Linked DNA regions of Sus scrofa: region 2 is linked to region 1. A link is a contact called in public Hi-C data. All regions are on one chromosome and are shown on one strand. The core of a region is the stretch at or near the end of the contact, and the rest is flanking DNA. Distances in the headings are between cores, read along the strand shown. Region 1 overlaps VPS13D (vacuolar protein sorting-associated protein 13D). Region 2 overlaps VPS13D (vacuolar protein sorting-associated protein 13D).

Evidence for each region. A called contact is a pair of places that touch in the nucleus more often than the background predicts.
Region 2: a Hi-C map of skeletal muscle shows a contact between it and region 1, with 2.3 times the contacts expected there. The contact joins two enhancer-like sites. A contact is called at or near these places in 10 of 47 Hi-C or Micro-C datasets (embryonic fibroblasts, epiblast stem cells, heart right ventricle and 4 more) and 1 of 2 datasets of contacts at active chromatin or transcription factors (skeletal muscle).

The regions. Positions count from the first base shown.
Region 1 is chr6:72,408,019-72,413,341 of Sscrofa11.1, forward strand. All of the region lies in intron 62 of VPS13D (vacuolar protein sorting-associated protein 13D), which reads left to right. Among named protein-coding and RNA genes, the nearest start is that of VPS13D, 150 kb to the left of the region's middle. Within about 2 kb of position 1,778, at least 44 of the 83 cell types and tissues checked have an H3K27ac peak or open chromatin away from gene starts, as enhancers often do. A contact at or near this core is called in liver, mesenteric adipose tissue and skeletal muscle, where this site is marked.
Region 2 is chr6:72,478,029-72,484,206 of Sscrofa11.1, forward strand. All of the region lies in intron 66 of VPS13D (vacuolar protein sorting-associated protein 13D), which reads left to right. Among named protein-coding and RNA genes, the nearest start is that of DHRS3, 120 kb to the right of the region's middle. Within about 2 kb of position 1,588, at least 50 of the 83 cell types and tissues checked have an H3K27ac peak or open chromatin away from gene starts, as enhancers often do. A contact at or near this core is called in liver, mesenteric adipose tissue and skeletal muscle, where this site is marked.

The DNA of each region.
Region 1 (5,323 bases), core at 528-3,027:
TTTCACCCAGGGTGCTGGGAATTGGGACATCAGAGTGAAGTTCTCAGCTTATGAAAGTCACCGTTTTATCGTGTCTTGAGTTCTCCTAGTGGAGTCTGGGACTCATAAAATAATGTCATTTATTCAAAGAGTTTTCTAACAGAGTAATATCCCTTGATTAGTAGCTCTTAGGAAGAGCAGTCGGCTCCTTGAGATGAATATGTAACGGCTGAAAGTATGTGCTTAGGAAATGGAATCCTGTCCCAGAACAGGAATCACAAGAGTCTGACTAAAAGGTAACCATGTCTTTGGTGTTGAAGGAATAATTATCTTGATTCTCTTGACTCCAGGCCAGAAGCGGGGCTGTCAGAAACCTCAGAGGGAAATCTCTTCAGGTTTACACCGAGGGTACGGTATTGCCAGATAGAGTGTCTGTTCAGAAGGACTCAAAGCAGCTTCACGTCTGCTCTCTCAATTGGATTCCTTAGTCTGTGCTGGAAGGAGAGGGAGATAATAGTTCCATCTCACAAATGCAGAGATGAGAGCATCGATTCCAACCCCCCCAACTCCGCCCGCCCGCTTCTCCATTATTCTCCCGAGGTTGCATGTTAGAGAGTAGCAGAGTAATATTGAAAATGCCAGGTAGTTTATATGCTCTTCTGTTTTTTTTTTTTAAAGATCAAAAGCGTCCAGGAGCCTTTAAAAGGTTTCACAAGGTGGCCTACAGCAGTCCTTTTCCCATTTAGTGCATTGGGGTATTACAAAAGAAGGGCTTTAATTGAGCAATCTAGTTTGGAAGAAAACCCACATTTTAATGGTCAGAGAGCAAGAGGGTGGGGGTGAGGGGGAATTTCAGACAAAGACACTATTTAAAAAGCCTAAAACTGTCTTCTCAAAGGCTTGAAATAATTTGTTGGGAAACTTCAGACCCTTTACTTTTTTCCTCCCCTCCCTAAATAAAAACCAGATTTGTTAAAAGGAAAAAAGATTCGGTATTGTTAATTGTATTTCAGAAAGTGCCAGAGAGGGAAATATCCCTGTAGTTTTAAACACTGTCCCAAGAGGGAAATGGGCAAATACCCTGCTTCACATAAACAGTCTCTATGTACCATAAATAAACCTTTAAAGAATGAATTCCAGACAGTTTTGTTTAGTGCAGGATAAACTAAGAAAGGAAAGGACATGGCCCAGGGACTAGCTTGTGATCCGAGACCTGATGCAATATGGGCAGGTATTTCTTCTTTCAACTCCATAAAGTTTCTGGAAGACTTCAGCAGGTTTTTGTCTGGCGGAGGTAGGAATGGACAGTTTCCTATTTTTATTAGGAACTTAGGAGCACAGATTGCTTTCTCCAGAATCCATTTTATAACAGGAAACCGTCTGCTACTTGAGTAAATAGGCATCAACTTTGTATACTACTGTATTTGATTAGTCATTTAGTCACCACAAGAAAAAGCCCTGTTGGGTCCTTCCCCTCCCTCCCTTTGACTCGCCAGAACAACCTGAAGGTGGCAGAGTAATTCACAGCAACCCGTCCTGTCTCAGCATTTTCAAACGCGGGAGGCCCCAGAGTGGCACCAGGTCAAGATCGTTTTCTACCGAAGGGGCCAGAACATCTCTGTGGTTCAGACAAAGCGCAGCCACTCAGAAAGGGGCCAGTGTCTTTCCTGAGGGTTTCGACCGCTCAGTGGAGGTTTTAAAGTCATTGTATCACGTGTGGCTCTTCTTCCTCATCTGGCTGCAGGGAGGAAGTTGGGGTAAAAGCTTTGGCCTTTTGCCTTTGTTTTGATCTCATTTCCTCTTCTCTGAGAAGAAAGTAATGCTCCAAGTTGTACCGACAAAACCAACAGCGGCTGAACTGATGTCAGGACCTGTCTTTCCCAGCACATTTCTTGTGTGACTCTGAGCAAAGTGCTTAAGGCTTCAGGGCCTCAGTTTCTCTGTCAGTCCAGTGGGGAAGGTCGTGCCTGCCCCCCTCGTCATGCACCACGTGGCTGGGGGAAGCATGCAAGAGTGAAGAGCAGCGAGTCTTCCAGGAGAAATGAAGTAATTCTCTAGTCTGGTCTTCCTGCCTTCCACCTAGTAGGTAGTTGCTGTTGTGGAAACGAGCATGTTCAAGTCCAGAGTCTACTCCTAACTCCTAACTAGCTGCAGGGGTTTAGGCCTGCCACCTAACATTTCTCTGGTCTTATTTATTTAAAGAAATGGGAGTGTTAGGCTGGATTAATTTGAGGATGCTCGTAATCTTTGAAATGCTTTGTTCTGAAATTGTTTAGTAGGAGGTTGCTAGAGACTACCCAGGGCGCCGGATCCAGCTGCCTTTTGGCTCATCTCTGTAGGGTCCTCAGCTGTATTGGATGTTGCTGGCCTCCCTGGTCTGGATGTCTCTCCTTTCTGGTTCTTCTGTTACTTTTATGTTTGTTTTTTCTCTTCTCCTGACCACATGTTTATTAAAAAGGGCCATTTTTTTTTTCCCCCTCTGTGGATAAATTGACTGGTCATATAGCATGTCCTTTTCTGGTTTTTTTTTTTTTTTTTGGCCACACCTGTGGCATGTGGAAGTTTCCAGGCCCGGGATCAAACCCGAGCTGCAGTTTTGACCTGTGCCACAGCTGCAGCAGTGCCGGACCCACTGCACCTAAGGGAACTTTCCACTTGCACATTTAAAAGATCATTTTATTAGTCTCTTACCTAATTTTAGAAGCTCTTTATATAAGTTTTGTCTTTGATATAAGTTTAGAAGACAAATTTTAGAAGCTCTTTATATAAGTTTTGTCTTTGATATAAGTTGCAAGTATTTTTTCTTTGGTTTTTCATTTGTCTTTTTATTTTGCTTTTGGTGTGTGTGTGTGTGTGTGTGTGTGTGTGTGTTTAAATCATGCAAAAGTTTCTTATTTTAAATTGTAAAACGTGTCAATCTTTTGCCTTTTTTGATCTGAATTTTGAGTTACAACAAGATTTTTCTGGGAGTTCCTGCTGTGGTGCAGTGGGTTAAGAATCCAGTGTTGTCTCTGAGGCAGCGTGGGTTCAGTCCCCAGCCTGGTACAGTGGGTTAAGGATCCAGCATTGCTGCAGCTGTGGCACAGGTTGTAGCCATGGCTTGGATATAGTCCCTGGCTGGGGAACTTCCATATGCCACAGTTGTGGGAAAACAACAACAACAACAAAAACAATAAAAAGTTTTCCCGCTCTTATTTTAGAAAATTTCATCTATGTTTTCTTCAGTTTCTTCAACTAAACGTGCTCGTGTTCCAAAAGAATTTAAGGCAGACATGCTAAAGGATTAAAAAATAAGTGAGAAAGGAAAAGAGAAAGTCTATTAAATTGCCCATGAGATTTTAATGTAAAGACACTTTAATTCACTGGGAAATAAATAGATATTTTAATAAATGCACTTAGACTAGCTAGAGAGCCATATGGAAAAATAGAAAATTAAGTTTTTATTCACACTCTACATAAGGATAAATTCCAAGTGGATCAGAGACTTCCTAACATTATTAGCATGAAAAAGTGCTTTTCCATTCAAAAAAGATCATTTGGCATGCTCTCTAAAATCCTTCAAATGTTGACCATGTTAAATAAAAATATAATTGAAAACTAGACTGTATCCATAAATGGTTAACTGGCTTATAGCAGACCCAAACCAACCGAAAATTGAAAAGAAAGCTAGATTGAAAAACCCCAAAAAGTCTGTTTGAAGGTATTGGAAAGCTACCAAGACAGCCAGTACTTGAGGGTCCACGATTTATGAGAAGAGGGAAACTTGATAAGGTGAGCCCAGCATTTGCTCTGATTTTATTTTTGAGACAGTTGTAATTTGTAAGTGGTGTGAGGAGAAAGGTAGAGAAGTGAAGCCGAAAGCAGCTGCCAAAAGCCAGAATGTGAGTAAAGCTTTGGGCAGTCTCTTGAGGCTGGGAAAGCAGAAGTGAGACTCCATTGCTGTTAAGAGAGCTGGTAATTGAAGGACTCATATCTTTTTTTTTTTTTTTTTTCCGTTGAAATATAGTGGATTTACAGTGTTGTGGTAGTTTCATGTGCATAGCAAAGTGATTCAGTTATACATATGTATATGTATTTTTTCATATTTTCCCGTTATATGTTATTACACAATATTGAATATACTTTCCTGTGCTATGCAGTAAGACCTTGTTTATTTGTTTTATATATAGTGGTTTGTATCTGTTAATCCCGGACTCCTGGTTTATCCCGTCCCCACCTCCTTTCCCCTTTGGTAAACACAAGTCTTTGAGTCTGTTTCTCTTTTCTAAATGGGTTCATTTGTATCATATTTTAGATTCTCTACATAAGGGATATCATAGGGTATTTGTCTAACTTGCTTTACTTAGTATGATAATCTGTAGGTCCATCCATGTCACTGCAAATGGCATTATTTCATTCTTTTTTGTGGCTGAGTCATATTCCAGGGGGTGTGTATGTGTGTACACGTGCACACACGCACATGTGCACCCATGCGCACATGCCCAAGCATATCTTCTTTATCCATTTAGCTGTTGATGGTAATTTAGTTTGCTTCCATGTCTTGGCTGCTATAAACACTGGGGTGCATATAGCTTTTTGAATTAGAGATTTCTCCAGATATAGACCCAGGAGTGGGATTGCTAGATCATATGCTAACTCTGTTTTTAGTTCTTAAAGGAACTTTTGTACTGTTTTCCATAATGGCTGCATCGGTTTAGTTTCACACCAGCCGTGTAGGAAGGTTCCCTTTTCTCCACACCCTCTCCAGCATTTGTTATTTGTTGACTTTTAATGATGGCCATTCTGCCTGATGTGAGGCAATACCTCATTGTAGTTTTAATTTGTATTTCTCTAATAATTAGTGATTTTGAACATCTTTTCATGTCTTTTCATGCCTATTGCCATCTGTATGTCTTCTTTAGAGAAATATCTGTTTAGATCTGCTGCCCTTTTTTTTCGTGTAAGGTGATTTTATTGATAGGCTGCCTTGCTTTCAGTAATTCTTTTGCTGTGTATTATGTTTTCTTTCCAATTAATATGGTTCTTGACCTTTCATTTATTTAAAAAATTTTATTAAAGGATAATTGATTTACAGTGTTGGGCCAATTTATGCTCTACAGCAAAGTGACTCAGTGATATATATATTCTTTTTTATATTATTTTCCGTCATAGTCTATCCCAGGAGATTGGATACGGTTCCCTGTGTTATACAGTAGAATCTTGTTGGTTATCCTTTCTAAATGTAGTCGTTTGCATCTACTAACCCCAAACTCCCAGTTCATCATTCTCCCCCAGCTCTCCCCCTTAGCAATCACAAGTCTGTTTTTTTTTGTCTTTGAGTCTGTTTCTGTTTTGTAGATAGGTT
Region 2 (6,178 bases), core at 338-2,837, 70 kb after region 1:
ACCTACATTTTTAACAAACCAGAACAAATAGTACACAGTAGAAGAATTCATAGAGAAGAGGGACTCTCCATAGCAAGAGATGATTTTCTACGGCCCATTCATTCCATGGCACCTCCTATCTTCCCCCACAAAGGTGCTTGAGACTTTGGAATGACATTCATTGCCGTATCTTTTAACATCAACACGGTGGATAAGGGAGCCTTCTGAGGAAAATGCAGGAATTTACAGTTTCCATTCAGAAACCGTGGCTACGTTGAGTCGGGAAGCACCATTTTCACCTGCAGATTGAACCAGGCTCTGATTGGAAACAGGCCACTGGCTTCAGAAGACTCCATCAAAGAAGCCCGCCTCTGCCCAGAATCGGAAAATGCCTTAGTGCAGGTTGTTCTGGTTTTATTTTTATAAACTAGCTTGGGCCTTAGACTTGTGTTCCTAATGTGGCTTACAAGACTGAACTGACAGGAAAGCGCTTACAACGTCAGCAGTGATGCCTCTCAAAGGCTTACCTACCGGACCTTCTCCTCTTGTCTTCGCTTTGGGGTTTGGTCTCTCTGTTCCTCTTGCTCCCTCTCCGTCGTGCTCGGGCCTTGCCTGGAGAAGTTCTGGTGATCATCCCAGACTTCCACAAGTCAGCCCAGGAGCTTCATTTCATGGCTGGGCCGCGAGGCACACGAGACGTACGCGGTGAACCACGGACTCACAGCTCCTCCTGTGGGGAGCCTGGGCTCAGCTCCAGGATGACGCGCCTTTGCAGCCGTCGGATGGCATCCTTTGGAGCCAGCTGCCCACGCAGCCCTCGAGAGCCATTCGTGGATCACACTCCTCGTGGGTTAAACTCTAAAACTAAAGTCAAGTCCCATCCATCACGCTGCTTGTTTAACCCTCTGTGCAGCAGTCAGAGGGACTGAAGATCACAAGTGAAAAGCAACCGGGCCGGCCCCGTGGGTCTGTTGCTTCCGGGAGACCCTGTCCTCTAGGGACGCCGCCCCTCCACGTGCGCATGCGCACGCGCACATTCAGCGAGGGCGCTGTAGCCCCCTTGAAGCCAAGACTTGAAAATACATTTACTTTTTTCTGTATGAAGGTTAAAAATGATCAGGTACTAATCAGTGCAGTATTCAGAGCCCCATCCCCCGTGGGACCTGGCAAGACGGGGGGATGTTGCCCAACCATGGCTCCCTTTGCTTTCTTGGCTGCGTCGGGGCCAGCGTGCCTGCCGGTACCCGGGAGCCCACGGCTTCCCGGGAGGTGCGCCACAGGAGGGCCTGGCTGCTGCGCCACCGTTTTATCAGAGAGCAGGCCAAAGAGCCTGCTTTTGTGAGCATAGCGTGCAGCCGTCCATTCAGGAGCAGCTCAGGGCCAGTACGTAGGGGCCCAGGGCCTGCTGGGATGGGGTTTTACACTTGGGCTGTCCTTCTGCCCTTCCACTGAACTCCTTTCATTTCAGTCATGAGCAAACAGTCAGTGCCTGAACTAACAACCCTGCAGTCCTCCGAAGCACGGCTGGCTTACAGTACCGAACAAAGGGAGGGAGGGCCGCGTGGGCCGGCCCAGGCCGAGGAATGCGGCTTCAGGGTTCTGCTCCATAAATTTAACCAGCACGACGAAAAGGAGATAATATGAGCCTTCGTGATGATCTGAAGGGGGAGGTTCTGTGTCCCATTGATTGCGGTCTGGCCCAGGGCCAGGCCCAAGCCTGACCGACAGTTGAACCATATCGTTAAGGCGTGTAATACAGCTCGAGTCTTGTACCGCCGCCAATGAGTACATATCCACAGGGCAAAAGTTTATAAAGAGTTGAGGCTGTCCTGTTTAACCCTCTCACACTGCGTGTAATAGACCCAGCTGCCATTCAGAACTTGCCCATCTGAGGTCATAAAGGAAAGCCAGCACGTTTCTTGTCTTCAAACAGAGCTTTTCAGGACCGGGAGAGGGAAGAAGCGCCGTCTAGAGAGGTCACGGCTCGGCGATGCTTCTCTCCGGAGAACTGGGGAATCGGTGGTGCTCAGCCTCCTCGCCTCCTCCCCTCCTCCCCGGCCAGAAACAGGACACCTTAGAGCTTTATTCAAAGTAGCTCTCTGTTTGCAGGATAATGTTGCTGAAGGAAATGGGGCTGACACAACAGGAAACCTACCCGTCTCCGTCTCCGAGGAGGCCGCGCTGGTGGCAGAGGCAGTTGGATGCCGCCGGCTGGGCGTTCTTGTCGCGTTGCTGAGATCAGGATGGTTCTGTCTGCTGTCCCTGCCGCCCAGCCTCCTCGAAGGCTGGTGAAAGCCTCATTTTCTGGCTTTCCACAGCCGAGCCTAAGTGCCAGACCAGAGCAGGGGGGAGGTTGGCCCACGGAAAGCCTGTTAGGTCAGCAGCAGGCCACCCTGTGGGGCCGCTGCCCCTTCAGTCCGGGAGGGCAAGGCCTAGAGGAGCCTGGTTCTCACAGCAGTGCCACACTGAGTAAACGGACAGACAAGCAGGGCTTTGGCTTAAGTACAGGCAGAAAGGACGGTCTGTCTTCGAGGACCTTAGGAGAAAAGTGGGCTAAGGAAGGGTGCAGCCTAATGTGTCCTTTCACCAAACTGGGAGCCTACCTGTCCTTTATCCGTGCTGTCCAGGAGGACATGTATTTCTGTCCCTCCAGAGAGCTGCTTGTCCACAACAGACAAGGCACTTTGGGTGACACTCCAGATTTTCAACGTGTACACATGCCACACACTGTTTAAGCATTTTGTGTGTATTACTGCTTCATCCTCCAACACGTCGTTGAGGTGGGTGCTGTATTTTCCCCACTTTAAAGACGGGAAAGTTGAGGCACAGAGAAGTTAGATAACTTACTCCAGATCTCAGAGGCCATCAAAGGGGAATCAGAACTCGAACCCTGGCAGTCTGAACGCAGAGCACCCACTCCTAACTTCTCTGCCATTTCTGCATTAGCTCCTGGTCTCTTCCATCAAAAGACCTCATAATGGGTTCCCCTTGTGGCTCAGCAGTAACAAATTCGACTAGTATCCATGAGGATGCAGCGTCAATCCTTGGCCCTGCTCGGGAGGTTAAGGATCTGGCGTTGCTGTGACTGTGGTGTAGGCTGGCAGCTGCAGCTCCAATTTGGCCCCTAGCCTGGGAACTTCTGTATGCCATGGATGCAGCCCTAAAAAAAAAAAAAAGATTTAAACCTGAGGCCTCTTACCATGTCTCAGATCCACTTTCTTTTGATTCTTGGGTGTGGAAGGTGGGAATCGCCTCCCACCCTCCTATGACCCAAAAGATTTGGGAAAAGATGCCAAGGCAGTTGGTGGGGAGAGGTGCCGTCAACCCTGGACCTCGCAGCCTGAAGGGTGCTTGTCGCATTCTTTTACCCCTGCTGGCTTAACCCAGAGGCTGCAGACAGTGTTCCTGGAGCACCAGGCCACTGAGCGCTCTGTCCAGGAGCTGTGCTGTGCCCGGTCCTCTCTTCTGCATCCCGACTCCCAGCCCTGGTTGCTCCCCAAATGATCAATCACTGTATCCTTCCACTTTCAGAATTCTCTGTTTTCACAAAATAGCAGTCACATGTGTTGGTTCCAGCTTGTCTTTTGCCATCCAGCCAAGGCCATCTTCCCCAGCTGGTGGCCTGAGAACTCCGTTTGGGACACAGTACAAAAAGCCTTGGAAGGAGAAGAGAATGTCCAAATATGTGCTGAGTGTGCTGTGACCTTCTTTTGATGGCCAAGGATATCTCCTGTTTATTTTGGTGCTGGGGGGCCTGAAGGAAGGGTTCGAGAGAAGAGACTGAAGGGCTAGCTGCCTCTGAGATTGCTAGTTAGGCTTCTGCAGTCAGGGGGTTTTAAGAGCCTAGAAGTAGGCTCCAGTAGTCCCTGGAGGCAGCTAACTCCATGCTTTGGACTCCAGGAAATGATTCTAAACCCAGAGTTTACCAGACCTTGGTACTGGGTATCTTTTAATGGGGCACCTGCTTGGGATTTCTCTTTGTCATTTATTTGGGCTCATTTGGCATCAAGGAGCTATGCTATGGCTAGTCTTTTGGGATGCGAAGAGAGAAATGCTTGGGGGAGAGTGAGTGGTTAAATTGTAGGAAGAAATTCTGCTATTCTTTTGACTCATTTTTGTTCTCTTTAACAATGATTAAAGATGCCATGAGGTAGCCAGATGATCTACAAACCAGCCTTTATAGAGATTCTTATCTGCAAAAATTTTAAAGCAGCACTAGAAAGTTCCAGGGCTTTATGTCACATGCAGAAGGAAGCCTAGTCAGATCTGCTTGCATCTGAGCCATCCTCCAGAAAGGGAGCAGTGAAGAGCAGCAGCCCAGATTCATCTCTTGCCTTGTGTGTGACTCTCCCTCCTCTGTCAGCATCAGGGCTGTCCCCGGCCTACCTGTTTCTCTCCCCTCCAAGGAATTTGTTCTCTGGAAAAAGCCACACGCTCACCCTCCCTAACTGCCTCTGCCCCCTGGGTCCAGAGGGAGAGACAGACAGTGCCCCGGCTGATGGGAGAGGCTAGAGGTGAGGTCTCATGTTCACTGTTAACATAGCAGGAAGCACTGGAGGCCTTTGCATGGGACAGGCTCCCGGATGCACCTGCTCTTCCCAGAGGCACAGTGTGGCCCAGGCAGGAGGGCCAGTGCGGCTGTAGGCTTGGGTCCCAGAACCCGGGGAGGCCGATTGCAGAAAGCACGTGTCGGAGCACAAGCACTGGCTGGCACCAGGCCTAGGGGGCTTTCCTCCTCTCCCTCCTCGGTCTATAAGAGTCTAGTAACTTTCCCCTCTGCCACCTCGGCTCTCAAGTTCTAACCCATTTGGAATCCACATTTTTTTCTCCTCCTGTAGAGGAAAGCCCCAGCCCAGCCACTCATGTGGATTTAGTCTCATTGGCTCTTGTTTCCTAGGAGGACAAGTGCTCTGAAGGTTCAGCACCGGCTCTGACCAGGGCGAGACTCTGATTTTTATGAAGGCAGAGAAATGCACCTGAGATGACCCCTTTTCTTTCTTTTTTTTGACTTCTCACCACCTGGACCATTAATTCTGCTTTCAAAGAGGGATCGGGAGAGGAGAGCATTTCAAAGCCAAGCTGATTTGGGCTCTGAACCAGCTTGTCTTCTAGGTTGTACTTCACCCTGATGAGAATCAGAAAGGACAGTCTGTAAGCCCCTGAAATGCAATTTCCAGCGAAACACGAACTTCACTCTAGTGGCTCTGCAGCTGGAGAGCCTCGCAACCAGGTCCAGATGTTCTCTCTCCCTGGGTGAGCAGGAAGGGGATTTCGGGCAAGCTGGGAGGCAGAGCTTTTACCCATTCGTGGAGGTACCCCTTTTGCAACCGGAGTACCCCTTTTGTAGTTTGGGTCTTGCCTCCTGGGGCTCTTTAGGGTAAATGCTATGAGCACCCGGGTCCCTTTTGGCCCTGCTTTAGCACCTCCCACTCGTTGCTCTGAGCTGGCCATTGACTGCAAGCAAGAGAAGACCTGGCTCCTGCAGTGCAGGTTCAGAAAGCCAGACAGTGCTGGCAAGGTCCATCAGATGGCCTGGAAAGGAGGCCTCCCACAGAGGCCCAGTGTAGCATGGGCCATGCCTCCGGTCCTTGGGAGAAGCAATAGTATGGTCAGTTTGCAGCCCTTTCCTTTGGAGAAATCCTCGCTCAGATCACCCCTTATCAGTTGACAGCCATTCCAGACGAAGTCTGCCATTCTCAGGCCTTCCCTAGTCTGCGCCCACCTGTGCTTATCTATGCTATGTCATCATGGGAATTTGTACTCTCTGCTTCTTAAGTGCGCTGTAAACATTTGGGTGTTTGTGCCTGAATGCTCCCTGAATTATCTTTTTAAAAAGTAGTTCTAGGGGTTCCCTGGTGACTCAGCAGGTTAAGGATATGGCATTGTCACTGCTGCGGTGAGGATTTGATTCCTGGCCCGGGGAATTTCCACATGCTACAGGTGTGGCAAAAAAAAAAAAGTAGTTCTATCGTGTGAGTGTAAAGTTATGTACAAATGTGAACTGTTCTGAAAATTGTAACAACGTGTGAGCACGTAGAGTGTATAGTCAGTGTTCCAAGGAACTTGCACAAATTCTTCATTCTTACAGCAAGTCAACAAGAAGGGTACTATTATTTTTAAAAAGAAAAGAAAAATAACTCAATCCCACTGGCCATTCATAATCACCAAAGAGGTGGCTAATAACCCTCCAGATATCTCT